2 separate regions of the Delphinus delphis genome follow, and region 1 is linked to region 2. Evidence: chromatin contacts called from public Hi-C data. All regions are on one chromosome and are shown on one strand. The core of a region is the stretch at or near the end of the contact, and the rest is flanking DNA. Distances in the headings are between cores, read along the strand shown.

The links. Hi-C and Micro-C count contacts between places; a contact is called where the count stands out from the background.
Region 1: a contact with region 2 is called in a Hi-C map of lung, with 4 times the contacts expected there. The contact joins the promoter of MANF here to the promoter of CISH in region 2. A contact is called at or near these places in 3 of 3 Hi-C or Micro-C datasets (lung and muscle).

Annotation. Positions count from the first base shown.
Region 1 is chr10:67,063,079-67,067,840 of mDelDel1.2, forward strand. MANF (mesencephalic astrocyte derived neurotrophic factor) reads left to right here and starts at 1,474. Exons shown (of 4, transcript XM_060022593.1): 1 at 1,474-1,611; 2 at 2,367-2,494; 3 at 3,509-3,650. The coding sequence starts at 1,527. LOC132432336 (a long non-coding RNA gene) reads right to left here and starts at 1,208. Exons shown (of 3, transcript XR_009520875.1): 1 at 1,055-1,208.
Region 2 is chr10:66,594,498-66,599,467 of mDelDel1.2, forward strand. It overlaps CISH (cytokine inducible SH2 containing protein), which reads right to left and starts at 1,543. Exons shown (of 3, transcript XM_060022585.1): 1 at 1,395-1,543. The coding sequence starts at 1,414. All of the region lies in intron 2 of MAPKAPK3 (MAPK activated protein kinase 3), which reads left to right. LOC132432334 (dolichyl-diphosphooligosaccharide--protein glycosyltransferase subunit 4-like) reads left to right here and starts at 4,732. Exons shown (of 1, transcript XM_060022586.1): 1 at 4,732-4,970. The coding sequence starts at 4,732. The coding sequence ends at 4,818.

The DNA.
Region 1 (4,762 bases), core at 224-2,723, 470 kb after region 2:
TAAATGTGTTTTTAACCTCTGGCATTCTGTGCTTATTTAAAATAAGAAAACTTCTAACCATTTCTTTTGTGTATTTATGTTTAAAATAAGAAGCGACTTAAAAATGGTCTTACCTGTACCAGAAAGCAAAGTTAAAGAAAAAAAAATTTGTACTGGTGTCCCAAAAGGTATTTTACTGTATATATTGTGGTAGCATGTTCTAAATCCAACAAGTAATGTGAATTTTAAATGTAAATATCTGCCACCTTATTTCCCCCCTTTCCCCACTCCTTTGACTGCTGTGATGTGAATTAAAGATGAATACCTGACACTGACCCGCTGAATTCACTGAATTGGGAGCAGCGCAAGTGCCTCTCTCCAACCCTTGCCGCTGGGCTCCAAGCCCTTTTAGCCCCATAGAAATCTCCTTTCTGCCCTGAGCGCAAAGCCAACCTTTCCCACGTCCTGCCTTCAAAGACAGGGAGCCAAACCCTGCCCTGGATATGAGGGCAGCCAAGGGCCCTGAGCGCTCAGTGGGAAGCAGGAGGCGGCGTGCCAGCCACCTCGGCCAGGCTTCCGAGGCTTGTGAGGAAAAGGGGGGCACCTCTTACCAGCGTGCGGGACAAGCCTCCGAACCCCCGACCTCCCCACTCTGAGGCGGGATGCTTCTGATCCCAAAGCCACGCAACCAACCCTGGCCCGGGTGCCTCTCTGAGTTCTGGGAAGGCAGCCCGGAGGAGAGCCTTTCCTACGGGCGCCCCTCCAGCCCAGAGTCTGTCCACCCCGGCCCGGGTACCCCTGACAGCCCGCGCACCCCTGACAGCCCGCGCGAGGCGGGCTCCGGCTACCCGGGGCTCAAGCGGGTGGGTGCCTGAGCTGCTGAGGCAATTCGGACGCGGTCCGCCGGCCTCGCAGGCGCCAGAGCCTCCGCAGGGGCTCCCCAAAGTCTGGTTCCCCCCGCCTACGTGATCCTTTAAAAAAAGGTAAAAGGGGAAAAAAACCTCTTCGGAGCCTCGCCTGCGGCCCCCCGCCGTCCCTGCCTTGTTGGGTTACGGCTGGCCCCAGAGCCCCTGACCTGCGCCACAATTCGGAGCCTGGGCGGGGAGGTCCGTGGGTTTTTCGGGCCGGCTTGGGGCCCAGAACAGAGGGTACGCAAGCCAACTCAGCACGCGCGGTACAGCGCCCAACCCGACTTCAGCCAGCAACACTCCGCCTCAGCCACTGCCGGGTCACCTACCCAAGATGGCGGCCCGAGCCGCTTCCGCCGCCTCCACGGCCGCTTCCTGCCGGCCGCCCTGGTTCAATCAGCAGCCGACAACTGTCTAGGGCCGAGGGCGGGCGACGCCATCAGCCAATGGGGAAGGGCAGCGTGGAGCCGCCCGTCTGGGCTCCGAGGCGCGTGGACCAATGGAGGCATGGTGTGTGGGAGGGCGCGGAGAGCACCCACCAATGGGGAGCCACGGCGCGCGGCCCGGACCTGGAGGAAGCGGGGCTCTGCGGGCGCGGTGTAGTCGGGCGGTGGCGGCGGCGGCGGCGGGTGGAGGAGGATGTGGGCCACGCACGGGCTGGCGGTGGCGCTGGCTCTGAGCGTGCTGCCGGGCAGCCGGGCGCTGCGGCCGGGCGACTGCGAAGGTGCTGCGGGGTTGGGGGTCCGTGCGCTGTGGCCCGCCTGGCGGCGGCGCTGCCAAACCTAACCAAACCACTGAGCGGCCCAGTGGCAGGGGCTGATACGGGCGGGGGCGGCGGGGGCGGCCGGCCCCAGAGGGGTCCGCCAGAGGAAGGGCCGACGCCGGGCCTCTTAGAAAACATTTCCTGGGCCTACAAAACATTGGTCCGACGAGAAGAAGCTGGGACTAGATCGTGCAGAAAACTTGGCCTGAAATTGAGATAACGCTGGAGTTTTGGTCCTTTCCCATCACTGGGCAGAGGCTCCCGGCCAGGGGGCTCCCGGCTCCATGCCGGCCGTGGGCACCGCGCCTTGTCTGATGGGGTTGCGAAGCCGCACCTCGGAGTTCGGTGTTGTATTTGGAAATGAGCAGCATTTGGATCGCTGTTTTCTTCGGCCTCCAGTTTGTCCATTTATGAGGTCACAGTGAGTCCATTTCAAGGACACGTGTTCAGTCTCGGCTTAAACTTTATGGAAAAAGCAGGGAGGAGCCTTTTTTGGGTCATTGGGTGATGCTCGTTCCCCGTATGCCCTGGGTGAACCAGGGGGCCCAGCAACCCGGAGCGCGGTTCTGTCTACCTGTGGGCACCTGAGAAAATCGGTGATGGAAAAACTCACCTTTCTCCGTGTCTCCTATTAAAATTGCTGACGGAGTTCCCTCCTGGCGAATTGCGGTGCAACTTGGTGATTGCTGAGCATCTCCCTTCCCTCTCTTTTCCAGTTTGTATTTCTTATCTGGGAAGATTTTACCAGGACCTCAAAGACAGAGATGTCACATTCTCACCAGCCTCTATTGAAAAAGAACTTATAAAGTTCTGCCGTGAAGCAAGAGGCAAAGAGAATCGGTTGGTGAGTAGCTGTCTGACCTTCCCCAAGCTGGCCCTGGCCAGTGTTTGACCCTCTGCTTCACAGACCTCTCAGTAAAAGGCCCTGCCCACTTGTCTATTCAGGAGGCCAGATGTTCTGTCAGTTAACTAATGTGGGACTGAAGGGCTTTCTGTATTCTGCAGTTGTGATGTTACCCTCTTAGTACTGATTAAGCACCTACTGTGTGCTGGGCACTGGAAATACCAGGGGAGAGCAATGACAGGCAAATGATGCAGTGGGATGGGTGTCATGCAGAAAATGGACCAGGATGGAATGAGTGGGTGCTGATTTAGACAGTAGTTAAGAATTCTTCTGAGGGCTTCCCTGGTGGCGCAGTGGTTGAGAGTCCGCCTGCCGATGCAGGGGACACGGGTTCGTGCCCGGTTTGGGAAGATCCCACATGCCGCGGAGCGGCTGGGCCCGTGAGCCACGGCCGCTGAGCCTGCGAGTCCGGAGCCTGTGCTCCGCAACGGGAGAGCCACAACAGTGAGAGGCCCGCGTACCGAAAAAAAAAAAAAAAAAAGAATTTTTCTGAGAAAGGGTCATCATTGTGAAGGGGGAAGAGCATCCCAGGCAGAGGGAATAGCCAGTGTGAATGCCCAGAGGCCAGAGTAATCTTGGCATGTGTGAGGGTAGTAGAAGATTACAAAGTGTGCCCAGGGTAGGCCAAGGCTGAATTGAGGACAAGAGCCCTAATGAAACGATGGCTTTTGTAGCTTTAACTTCCCTGGCAGTCTCTGGTTTGTCTGTCTTTCTGTTTAAAGGTTTGAACCGTGGTGACTTTTAAATTCATCTGGTGTCTGTCGTCAGCTCTGGGACCAAGCGTGTATTAAGAGCCTGGGGTTTACACTGACTGAATCTGACTGCCAGTACAGGCGGGGCATGGGAAAATGAGGCCCTGGCAGAGAAAGAAGATGTTTTCAGATGTCAGTATGCTTTGGAGGAGACAGCTCTCAAGTGGCACCTCCTGAAGGCCATTGTCCTTTCTTGCTGCAGTGCTACTACATTGGGGCCACAGATGATGCAGCCACCAAGATCATCAACGAGGTGTCGAAGCCCCTGGCCCACCACATCCCTGTGGAGAAGATCTGTGAGAAGCTCAAGAAGAAGGACAGCCAGATCTGTGAGCTAAAATATGGTGAGTGTGGCCTTATTTAACCAACACCGAACCCACTCCTTGCTCAGGCATTAATGAAGTTTACTTTCTAGCTGGGGAAGGCACGTGATAAACTAGAGCCTTCACGAGTGAGTTATACAGCATGGTTGGTGGTGTTAAATGGTGGGGGCGGGGGGCAGTGCACAGACTCACCTTGCATCATGGTGGGTGGAGGTTAGAATAGGCCTCATCGAGGAGGTGACATTTCAGCAAACTTTGAAGGAGGTGGGGGATTAGCCAAGGGCATAACTAATGGAAGAGCATTTCAGGCAGAGGAAACAGGCAGTGCAAAAGCAACCAGTGGCATGACAGATGGGTGGGCAGGTCACAGAGGGCCTTGCAAGTTGGTGAAGATTTGGCTTTTAGTCTGAGGGAAGATGAGAATGTTGGTTTTCGGCCAGAGAAGGGATGTAGTCTGACTTGCCTTTAACAGGCTTGTCCTGGGCTTCCCTGGTGGCGCAGTGGTTGAGAGTCCGCCTGCTGATGCAGGGGACACGGGTTCGTGCCCCGGTCAGGGAAGATCCCACATGCTGCGGAGCAGCTAGGCCCGTGAGCCATGGCCACTGAGCCTGCATGTCTGGAGCCTGTGCTCCGCAGCGGGAGAGGCCCGCGTACCGCAAAAAAAAAAAAAAAACAGGCTTGTCCTGACTGCAAGCTCTGAAGGTCCAGCGATCTTTATTATTTTAAAAAAGAATGGCTGTGTCCCAACGAGAAGGCCCAAGATTATGGGCGCACAGCATCTCTTTTGCTGAATAAGTCTCTGGTGGGAAAAACAGTTCAGGTCTTCAGAAAGAGTCAGGGCCAGGAATCATTGTCCTCTTCTGTAAAATTTAAACAGCACCAACATATTTTATTGTGAATTGAGTGTCCAAGGGCTGTGTTCGCCCACTTGTGTCAAGGATAACTGGTCTTCTGAGAGTGATCCTGGTTCAGTCCTGATGACTCAGGGTCTCTCTTTGGGCATAAGTGGTCATGGAAGAGTAAGCTTCTAACTCAAGGGCCCGACCATGGTCTGTGTTGAGCAGTTGAGGCTAGGGGATCTATCTGCTCTGTCACCCTGGAGCTCTTATTCTACAGTGGTGTGGGCTGCACTG
Region 2 (4,970 bases), core at 293-2,792:
ACAGGTACTGCTTACGAGGCAGGAAGAGGTGGGCAGGAACTGGCAGCAGGAGTCAGGCAGAGGAACCAGATCTGACAGTGTAAGTTATACAGTGTAGGTTATAGGTGACTCTTAGAAGATTTTAACAAATCAGGGGCCCGTGACCACTCAAGAGAAGGGGCCATAAGACCCTAGCATACCACAGCCTGCTAATACTTTTCCACCCCTACCCTGGCTGTACTACGGGAGCTCAGGAATCCCTGTTGGGGAGCTAGAGGCTGAGTTTCAAGGAACTGGTTGATGGCCTGCCTGCTGGAACCCAGAGCTCAGCTCAGGCCCAGGAGCCTTCTAGGAGTATGGGAGGTGTCATTGTCGTGGCGGTGGCTGTTATGTTCCAGGTGTGGGTGGCCAGTATGTGTGTGTGCCTGCTGTGGAGCCCAGCCTGTGAGTTCTGCCTGGGCACATAAGCCAATGAGGCAAACTCAGCCCTAAACGGGGATCCCTCAGCAAAGCTGACAACCCATACCTACAATTGGGAATCCCTGCACCCTACTTCAGGAGGGCACCAGCTGGTCTGTGGCTGTGTGTGTGTGTAGGTCTTAAAAATCTTGCTTTCCCTGCTGTGGAGCACCCATTCACATCTTCTTTCATTCTCCCTGGAACCTTCTGAGCTCCTGTCAGATCAGTTTGGAGAGCATCAGACCCTTGGTTGAAGGGGATCCTGAGGCTCTGGCCAGAAGGAATGTGCCAAGAATGCTCAGCTGAGGCCAAGACTCTGTCTTATCAGTCCCCACCCCACCCCCACATTTTGGGAAACTTGGAGAAGGGAGGCAGGAGCCAAGGTCCTTCTCACATTGGGATCCCATTTTGGGCTGAGGGCTGAGGACATTGTGGGGGTACCTCAGGCAGGACTGGGCCAAACCTAGGCTCTCCCAACAGCTGCTTGTTCAGCAGGTGCCAACCAGGGGAGAGGCAAGGATCTCAGGCTGGCTTCCCAAGAACAGCCTAATTGCTAGCCGAGGCAGGAGAGTGGATGACAGGACAGAGAAGGGCAGGGGCTGGCCCAAGGTCACAGTAGACTGTTGGGCCGTCAGGCTAGGATAGAGCGCTCCGGGCCCAGACGGCTGGGCAGGTGAGCCACGCCTTGGAGGACGCGCTGCCTGAGGCGTCTACGTTCTCCCACGCTTAGCCCACCCTGTTTCTCCTGTCGCCAGCCAACCCCCAGTTTCCCTACCCACAGTGCCAGTAGAGGTGGTGACGATGTTGTCACCCTTCCCTGTTGTCTCTCTCGAGGTCTTTCCGCGCTCGATCATTTCCGACCGGTCAAGCCCTCTTAATGCTCGGCAGCTAGCACGAGGCCAGTACTCTGCCGCGTGCCGGCGCAGAGCTGGGCGGGGGCGGAGAGCCGCGCTTACCCCTGAACGCAGAGGACCATGTCACGTCAGCGGCAGCGGCTGCTCCGGAGCTGGGGCTCGGCCTGACGGCGGCTGCTGGAGGGAGCCAGTGGGCGCGGGTCGCGCTCGCAAGGCAGGCTCCTGGGGCGCACGAGCGGCGGGTCGGGACTGAGAGGTGGCGGCGCGGGCCGGCCGGGAGGGCGCGTGGGGCGGGCCGGGAGGGCGGGGCGAGCAGCCTAATCTTTTGTCCTCTGTGTCCCAGCCCTTCCCGGAAGCGACGTCTTCCTAGAACCGCCGGCTGTGCGGCCGGGCGGGGAGGGGTGCAGGCGAGGGAGTCGGTTCCCTGGTCTGCGGCCGAGGGCCGCTAAAGGAAACACCTTTGACAGATTTCCAAGAACTTTCCAGGAAAGTGGGGCGGGGCTCCGCGTGCCGACCAATCGCAGCGCAGGAGGTGGAGCCGAGTGGTCACGCAGGGCCAATTACAGCGCTTGGACCCGAGGCTGACGTGACCAAGCCGGGTTGAGAGTGACCTAGAGAACATTAGGGAAAGTCCAGGTTGAAGAGGGCTAGGGAGGTGCAGGTGCTCTACCTACCGGAGCCCAGATTTCTTTCGGGCACTCCGCTTCGTTGGGAACAGGCCCCCTTATCTCTCTGTAGAACCGGTGGCAGCACGAGGGCGCGGTCACCGGCCTGTCCGCCCAGCTAGCGGCTCCTCCAAGGCGGTCTGTCTGGTGTGCGGGGGCCCCCTGTGGGCTGCACTTGGACCCCTGGACTCTTGTTTCTGGGGAGGTGGGTGGCAAAGGGTGTGGTTTGGAGAGGGACATTAGGGGAGGGAAGGGGTACAGAGGGAGTACTCAGATACGCGCAGCTTCACGGGGGTCAAGCCTGCGGCCACCGCAGCCAAGAGGATCCAGGCGAGAACGTTTTCACTGAGAGCTGGGGGAGAAGGCACCATCCCAACCTTTGCACCAGGCAGGGCCATCCAGTCTCGGCCCCAGCCTGTCCTCTGGCCGGCCCTCCAATCAGGGAAGAAATGACTACCGACTTGAGGGGCAGGCAGGCCCCCAGCTCACCCCACAGGACAGTTCACATGTGTCTCTGGGTTGGTGGGTTCCCTAAAAATGTGGGAGAGAGACCTGGAGCTCCAAACACCCAGAGATAAACTGAAGGTGGGGGGTAACGGTAGAGAGAAGGATCAGTGACACCCCCTCCCATCTACATGGAGCACTTGATACATTTGATTCTCAACAGCTGGTATTACCCCCATTATGCCGAGCCCCAGGGAACAAAAGTCAGAAGCCCATGCTCCTACCCTTGATCCTCTCCACCTTTTCCCAGTTCACTGGACTCACCAGGGAACATCTTGAAAGACCATAGGGGCTGCACACACCTCCTCTAAGCCCTTGGACCAGAAGGAGAGGGAGAGAATTGGAGAAGTGGCAGGGTCCACTCCCCCCTTCCAACTTACCGGTGTGTACCCCCAGGTTCCCCAGAAAGAAGGTAAGCTTCAGATCCCCTAGCAGGGATGACAGACTCCTGGCAGGGTCCAGAAGCCTAAATGGCAGTATCCAGGTTTTCCCAAGGCAGACAGGGCTGAGCTTGCCCTGCCTGGGAGGGGATGGAAGACAGAGGGGGTCCAAAAGCAAAACCCCGTGAAACAGGACAAAATGACAAAATAAACTGGTTAAGATGAGAAATGACTTCAGGAAACCCACTTCTCTGTAAATTTCCTGAAGGGAAGTTGAGCTTCAGTGTTGCCCCACCAGTCCTCCTGAGTAGGCCAGAAGCTGCTTGCATGGGGTGGAGATGGGTGTAGAGACCTCATTGCCACTTCGATGGCTGGGGCACCTGGAGAGCCCAGCATGGAGCCCCTGTATAAGGTGCCGTTCCTCCAGTAGGAACTGTCTACTGCTCCACATTACTAATGAAGACAAAGGGGCTTCACAGCTGCCAAGCAACAGAGCTGGATTTGAACCTTGGTCCCCCTGGCGACAAATCCCAAGCTCTCTACCCCGAGATTGCCCTTTCCCTCTAACTGTGATTACTTTACTGAATGCTTACTATGTGCCAGATGCTCTCAGCAATTTCCAGCCCCATTTCATTGCCTAACTACTACATATTGTCCCCTCTTTACAGGTGATAAAAATGAGGCATAGAGAGGGTAAAATATACCCTAGATCTCACAGGCCCAACCCCATCCCCCACTTCCTCTCTAGGCTCCTATTATAAGCCAACTCCTAGACATCCTTCAGGATCCAACTTTCAGGTCCTCAGTGAAGCTTCCCTGCCTTCAGGACAGTCAACATCAGGGCACCACAGGTGTCCCCTTGAAAGCGCCCCCTACAGAAGTCAGTGACTGTGCAGTTCTGTGTGTAAACTAAAGGACCCAAGGGTTTTGCCCTCCAACTGCCCTTTGTAAATTTGACAGCACTATGCACCTCCCCTGAATACTGGGAAGAGTGGTGTGCCTTTGTTTTACCTGAGGTGCCTGCCTCTGGCCATCTAATTGTCACCTCTCCTGCCCTGATTGCTGGGCCCACACTGCCCCCCAGTGGCAATTCCTCTCATGTGCCACATCTCCATGGATTCTTCCTTCCAGAAAAACCCCTCCCGTGCACCCGAGATTCTTGCTGCAGGATCTCTCTGCCCTTCCCCACCCAGAACAGACACAAAATGGGTCACAATAATATACAGCAGTGCCTTCCTCAAGGTCTGGCTCATTTAGTCTGTAAACTTTCATATGTGCAGCCTCTCCTCTCCCCAAAGAATAGTCCACATGTCTACATGTGTGTGTATATGTGTGTGTGTGTGTGTGTGTGTGTGTGTGTGTGTGTGTGTTGAGAGAGTGGTTTCAGCTGCCCCACCACCCCACCCAGGCACTCACTGGATTCCTTGGTCACTGTAAGCTGTTCCAAAGTTCTCAGCCCTCATCCCCTTGGACATACAGCTCTCATGGAGAGCTGTGTGGCAGAGTTTGCCACCATGTACCCACCTGCCCTGGCCCAGCCATCCCCAATACTGAATCCTCCCATCAATTTGCAGGTGGCAGATGCTTGCTGGAACATGAGCAGCGAGGGGAAACCATGCATTCTGCCTCCCCTGGGTCAGCTGCAAAACACATGTCTATGATGAACCCGTGTGGGGAACGTGTGTGTTTGTGTAAGCACTGGCCTTGGTATGGACACTGCAAGAGGAGAGACATTGTCATTCCTTACTTTTTACATTTCTATATGGTTCGAATTTATTATAACAAGCAAGTTTTGCTTATGCAATTAAAATTTTTAATAAAGAGAGACCAGTTTAAAAAATACAGATAGAGTGCGCAGGCCACGTCGGAGCCAAGCCCAGCTGATCAGCCATGATCATGGATGTGCAGCTGGCCATCTTCGCCAACGTGCTTGTCGTTCTCTGTCACTACATGGCCATCAACAGTCCCAAGAAGTAGGAATGAAAGTGGTGCTTTCTCCACCTCAAGTTTCCAGGACATAGTCTGAGGCAATATGGAGCGTGTGAGGGGCCTTCACCCTTCACTTCGTCCCTTCTACCCATCACAATATACAAAGCAACTACACCTGGATTTGTCGAAACAACTTTTAT